Regions from separate parts of the Zea mays genome. Here region 1 is linked to region 2. Evidence: chromatin contacts called from public Hi-C data. All regions are on one chromosome and are shown on one strand. The core of a region is the stretch at or near the end of the contact, and the rest is flanking DNA. Distances in the headings are between cores, read along the strand shown.

Region 1 (3,286 bases), core at 332-2,831, 360 kb after region 2:
ACAGCAGGATGCCGAAGCTGTACACGTCGCACTTGTGGTCGTACGGCTTCCCCTGCAGCACCTCCGGCGCCATGTAGCCCAGCGTGCCCGTCTGCCCCGTCACCTCGCAGCTCTGCGCCTCCACGCGCGCCACGCCGAAGTCGGCGATCTTCAGCGTCCGCTTACGGTCCAGCAGCATGTTCTCCGCCTTCACGTCGCGGTGCATGATCTTCTTCGAGTGCAGGTAGTTCAGCCTGCAATTGCATGCATGCATGATCCCGTCGCGACCCGCGCGCGCCATGCCGCCATCAGCGACCATATATATACTGGTGCGTGAAGCGCTACTACATACATGATACATCAACTCATTCATGACGTACTCACTCACCCTCTGGCGAGATCTAGCGCGAGCCGGACGACCTTCCTGTAGGAAAGCTTCTTGTCCCGGTGGTTGTACAGCAGCGTCTTCAGCGTGCCGCCGTGCTGGAACTCTACCACGACGACGCAGCACTCGTTCGGCGCAGTGCGACCGCCGCAAGAGGAGGAGGAGGAGGAGGTCGACGTCGACCCCTGCTTCCTGGGGATCTTCAGCTGGGACGTCCCCATCGACGCGCCCACGAACTGCGCGAACATATGCCGTCAAGTTTCTGGGATTCGTCAGACGTGAGTGAACTCGACGATGGCCGTGAATGAATTTTGCTTACGTAACCTTAGTGACGTTGGGGTGGTCAAGCTTCTGCCAGACGGCGACCTCCTTCTCGAAGGCCTCGCGGTGCTTCGCCGCCGTGTCCTGCCCATCATGCCCCCAGTCCAGAACCTTCACTGCATCCAAATACAATGTGTTCGAAATTTTTAGCCGAAATAAGGCTTTCCAGTTTCCATCAGCCTCCACGCCGATAATATATTTCGGATTTTCTATCGGTGAAAAATTAAACCGTACGTGTTTTGGATTTTTTTTAACCGGTGAAAATTTAAACCGTGGCAGCGGCAGCACATCGTCCGGGCGAGCGGTGTTGTATATATATATGGCTGATAGAGCAAGCATGTTCAGCGGCGTCGCTTAATTTGTTTCCACATATAAGCAGGAGCGGCGAAATTAAAAAGGAGCGCATTTTACGCCCGCACATGTGTGAACGCGGACGTACCTGCGACGTCGTGGCCGTCGTAGGTGCCGCGGTACACGACGCCGAAGGTGCCATGCGCGATCTGGTTCTGGATGTCGAGCTTGCCGAGGAGGTCGATCTCCCACCCGAGCAGCGGCGTCTCCGGCCGCGGCGACGCCGCCGACCGCTGGTGGTCCAGCCACACCTGCGACCGCGTCTTCTCCAGCTGCACGTCCAGGGTCTTGAGGTCGATCTTGTCCGCCCGCACGTACATCTCGTTGCCGTCGGCCCCCGCCCTCACGAACGCCCCGGCGCCGTTGCCATTGCCGGCTCTGCTGCTGCTCCCGAGGCTGCGGCTGCGGCCGCGAGCAGCGCCGCCGCCGCCGCCGATGGAGGCCCCGGCGTGGGACATGGCTGTGTAAACAAAGCTAGCTAGGTGAGAATGAAATACATGATCAGATCGGTCCTAATAGATCGAAACGGCTAGGTGAAGTGAAATGCATGCATGGTCAGATCGATCCGAATAGAAGAATGCAATGCATGCATTAGGGTTTGGATTCGCGCGGCAGGAAGCGGGGGAAGGGAATGTGCGGGCATATATGTACCTGGGGTGGATGCTCGTCGCCGACGAGGCGCTCCGACGAAGGCCTAGCTGGCCACGGGCGGCGCCGCTCGCCCTGACGTGTGGCCGCCAGAAAAGAGAGTCCGAGGGAGAGAGAGAAGGGAGGCCACGAGGGAGAAGGGAAGCCACGAGGGTGAAGGCGTGGAGCGGTACGCCGAGTCGCCGAGCGATGCGCGCGCTCCGGAAACTCCGGATGGATGATCTTTTCTTTTTTTTCCTTCATCCACAAAATGGCACGAAAGTGATCATAATCCCGAGCAATACTAATATTCGGCCCTCTTTTCTCGCGTGAAATAATTATCCACTCAGTAGCGTACTCTCCTAGCCTGAATCGCCTCCTCTATAATGAACCGAAGACGAAACCGATCTTGCATTGGACGCTGCAGCATCGCACCTACCACACTGCAGTCTGAAATCGGTCTCCACGATCGCTAGCCCATTCCGCTCTTCAGCAGCAATGTAGAGGCCTCCATAATAATAATCTGATCAATTTTTGTCGGCCAAAAAACCCATGAAATTAGCCTAACTAATTTCTATCCGTATCGAACGGCTGATGGAAATTAGCTAGGGTTGATGATAGCGGACGAAAATTAGGGTCACTAATATACTAAAGAGTGTGTTTGGTTCAGCTTTCTAAACTAGATTGTTTCTAAAAAATTCAGAATACCAACCAAACGAATACAATAGCAAAATAGATTTCTAAAAATCTTCATATTATTTCTCTAGTTCAATTTAGAATCACCTTCTACCCTAAATTTTCGAGATTCCTGTCATTCATGTTACAAGTTGTAATTCCTTTATAAAAGTCTATAGTTGATAATTGTTTTAATCAAGTAATTTTCTGTTTTTCTATAATTATCAGCTCACAACAATTTTCTCACCGCAATAATCTACAATTCAACAGTACATACTACCCTAAATATGTTGATGGAAATGAATGGGCTGACCATAATGAAGCAGTTCTATAAGTCTAGGGAGAGGATAAAACATACAAAGGTGTATGATCACATGAATAAATGCATGGAAACAATCCACATGCATGTTGGCTTGCTAAAAACTACCAAACAATTAAAAAAGAACAAAGAAAATGAGGAAGAAGTTGCCGAGAAGAAATTAAGATGGTGATGACAAGTAGTTTTTTTATGAACATAGTTGTTTTAAAGTTTTTCACATTTTATTTACTTTGATTAATTTACGGGCTATATATTCTTTAAGCTTTTTGAAATTTATGTACTTTATTTGAATTATGATTTTTCCTTAATTATGTGCTCTATGATAGTAAAACATCATGTTTTGTTTTAAATGAGGATCTATAAAAGAAAAATTGATGTAATGGTGAGGTGATTGTAGGCTAATATTAAAGGTTGTGCTCTAAAATATTGTGATAGATAAATACTGACAACGGTCGATAAATTAGACACCATTCAATGGCACGACATATTATGTCTTCTTGAATCCATAGTTCGATGGCACACCATATCATATCTTATACGATCCAAATGGGATGTGCTTGTTGTGATGTGGGATACGAGTCTATTTGGTTCAACTATATATATATTTTTACGAATCTAATTTCAGTTGT
Region 2 (3,602 bases), core at 261-2,760:
GGGTTACTTCCAAACAGTGTATAAGTTAAAATTCATCTCAATTCATTCCAATGCACTTTATAGAATTGGAATAACCGAACAAGGCCTAAATGTGTTTTGGCCCTTCAAAACTTTACTTTTCTTATAATTAGCACAGTAACCTTGTTTAGGATAGCTTTACTCCAAAAATTACAGGTTCAGTTTTCCGGTTTCACCACAAAACAACATCAACATATTGTTAATGTGGATTACAGAAGTGTTTGCCTTGCACATAGACTCTAGCTTCTGTAATACAATTAATTTGTGTGAGTTCCCTCAATTATCCTTATGATTAGTGGCCTGTGATGAGCGGGGAGAGACGTGTATCGGTAGGTTGTATAACCGATGGCATGGTAGGTAATTTTCGTGCAACTTCATAAGAACGTATGAAATAGTGTTTTTGAAGCAACCTTTGAGGAGCTTCAAAAAATTTCATAAAATTGGTCTCTAGTTTAAGTTTTTAAAAGCTAGAGCTCGTGGAGCCCAGCCTGTTTGAAACGAAGAAGCTAGAATGAACCTGAAATTCTTAAAGTGGAGCCCTCCCAAACATAGCCTAAGGGAGTGTTTGAAAGCAAAGTATTTTTAGAATTTTGAAGTAAAACCATGATAGTGAATAATGACTATAGTATCATGGTTTTACTTCAAAATTCTAAAAATACTTTGCTTTCAAACACTCCCTTAGGCTATGTTTGGGAGGGCTCCACTTTAAGAATTTAAGGTCCATTCTAGCTTCTTCGTTTCAAACAGGTTGGGCTCCACGAGCTCTAGCTTTTAAAAACTGAAACTAGAGACCAATTTTATGAAAAAATTTGAAGCTCCTCAAAGGTTGCTTCAAAAACACTATTTTCATGCGTTCTTATGAAGTTGCACGAAAATTAACTACCATGCCATCCAATGTTTTCAGATCGGCTGATCGCCAGAGGGGCGATCAGCCGACTAATCATGATTAGTCGACGACCAGCCCGATTAACCGGGCTCTGATCGGTCAATCAGACATCCTGATCGTCCAGGGCTATAGGAACCGATCAACCTTCATACATATAACTACACGCCCATGGACATGGCTTCAGGTTCAGGCTTTCAACAAGGCAAACAGCCATACGTGATACGCCCATGGACATGGGCAGCAACAGGCCAACAGCCATAGTGCCATACTACAACATGAAGCAAATAATCACTGGAAGGTTTCAGGCTTTCAGCATCTAAGTAAAACTGAAAACCAACAAACATGGACATGGGCAGCAACAGGCCAACAGGCAACAGCCATACGCCCATACCTACAGGACAGGCTACAACAAAGCACACCAGAAAACAGGGAAGCTCTGAATCTGGATTCTGGAGACTGGAGACAGTACCTGCAGGCCGGCTGCTGGCGCCGCCGCGCCGGGGATGGAGGAGGGGACGATGCCGCCGTATCCCCTGTCACCGGTAGCGCGCCGCCGTCACCTGCACAGTGTTCCGCTAGGTTTCCTCCCTCCGCAGCTGGTTGCCTGGTTCTAGTCGTGTGTGCCTGGGCTGTTGCTCTGTTGGCTCTTGGAGTCTTGGTTGTGCAGCTTCTGCTCACGTGGTGGGAATTGGGAAAAAGAAGCTGGGCTGGGCCGCTGGGCAAGTGAAGTGGGCAACTGGGCCGAAATTTCAATCCAGCCAGCCAGGCTGACCGTTCCTAAACTAATCGGAGGATTAGTCGCGATTGATCGCCAACTATCGGACGGTCAGCTGATCGCCCCGACCGCGTCGTTACCTTCATCGGCTCCAGAGCTACGATCAGTCGATTAACCGCCGATTAATCGCGACTAATCCGACGTTCTGAAAACACTGATGCCATAGAGCTGGTTTTTGTTATTTTCGTACTACACGGGGACGTTCTGGTTGAAACGACAAAGTTTCCAGTTTATATCCTTCGAATTCAGAGATTTTTGTGTTTGGGAGATGGGTATGTGTTTGTAAGATATGACCCACACGAAATTTTCTGCATGTAACTGTAAAACGCTGCTTGGATCAACGTTGTTGCCTGTTTGGATAGCTGGTATCCACATGCTTCACTGTTTACGTTCTTCACTATCTCAACTCAATCCGTGAAGTCAAATACTGGAGCTGGTGCACCTCCAGGCTCCAGTCCCATCAATTTAACTGTGAAGTGTGAACCACGGAAAACAGACATAAGGGACATATTTGTCACCTCTGCAGTTTCACAAAAAATAATTAGGGGTGGTAATACATCGCGGTACAAATAATTCTTCACAAAATGATAGGGTCCTAAATAAACTTCAATTTAAAAAATAAATAGAAATAGGAACTGATCCTAATCTGAACTTTAAATCTTATAGTGTACAATTTAGAGCTCATTGTCACCCATATACGCTCTGCGATGGTCGCTTCTCCCCGTAATTAGATAAGAGAAAAGAATCATCGCTTCCATTTTTTATCTTTCAATCCTAAGTAACTGCTACGTCTACCCAAGAAAACCAACTCCTCTTTTATATTAGTAGTCTAGGTAACCGCTTTCCCAGGCCACCCAAGCCTTTGAATCTTACAATCAATCATCGTCGCCTCCATCATCGGCATCCATACCATCATCGTCGTCGTCCCCTACGTCTGCATGGTCGGCGGCATCATCGACATTCATGGTCTCTTGCCTTACAACTTCTTGGTTGATCTCTTCTAGCACTCGAGCATTCGGCTCTGGCAGACGATGCCTTTCCACCTTCATAGTCTTCGGGTTACCCTCTGCAAAGAATGCGGTGAATGGCTTGGGGACCTGCAAAACGTGCGTAGTTTGGACTCATCCAGATGTTTTACGCTTTCATGCTAAGGAAACAATAATAGCAGCAGTCACAAACACACCTTGAATAAGCAGTTTCGCTCCTTGGCACTCTCAACAAGGATGTTCCAGTGTTTATCTTGCTTCAATGTTGAAGCAGAACCTACAACCTGTGGCATGCAGATTATTATTTAGATTTATAACTAAGCACATTGAGTTTTCCTAAGTATAGTTTTTTAAAAAAACTTTGCGCATCAACTAAAATTTTATATACACCAACAACAAAAGATTGGCATTACTCACTCACACACAAAGAGAGAGAGGGAGAGATACTCCCATTTAAGATAACAGATTTTGCCAGTTAAAGTGTCATATTGGAGACCATGTTCATGATCTTAATTTCAATTGGATCATGGCTTCTAAAACCTTAGAGTCAATTAAGGCATCTATCCAACTTGACATCCGGACATCAGGTTGCCTTTCAGAACGAGCAGGCAGAGACTTGTTGTGATTCTCCATGGTGAACCACTCGAAGCACCACCCCTTGATACTATCCTTGAAAGAAATGTCAAGGTACTCAGCCTTCCTACCCCGACAAAGTTCAAGACTGGCGCCACCAACCACTTGATGTTACCCCCTCGCCATTCTAGGTTTACAGTGGTACAAGTACTTCCACAATCCAAAATATGGTCTGATCTCGAGGAAGGCCTCACAAATATGAACAAAGATGGTAATTTGAAGGACAGAGTTGGGATTTAGATGTGTCAAGTTAAGAGAGTAAAAGTCGAGAAGACCACGGAAGGAAGGAGAAATAGGTGAACCT

Evidence for each region. A called contact is a pair of places that touch in the nucleus more often than the background predicts.
Region 1: a Hi-C map of leaf shows a contact between it and region 2, with 4 times the contacts expected there. The contact joins the promoter of LOC103627983 here to the promoter of LOC100280423 in region 2. A contact is called at or near these places in 2 of 25 Hi-C or Micro-C datasets (leaf and tassel).

What each region holds. Positions count from the first base shown.
Region 1 is chr5:8,094,115-8,097,400 of Zm-B73-REFERENCE-NAM-5.0, forward strand. LOC103627983 (serine/threonine-protein kinase STY13) reads right to left here and starts at 1,582. Exons shown (of 5, transcript XM_008648278.4): 1 at 1,125-1,582; 2 at 689-801; 3 at 368-600; 4 at 1-233. The coding sequence starts at 1,494.
Region 2 is chr5:7,739,168-7,742,769 of Zm-B73-REFERENCE-NAM-5.0, forward strand. LOC100280423 reads right to left here and starts at 1,511. Exons shown (of 21, transcript NM_001361078.1): 1 at 1,374-1,511.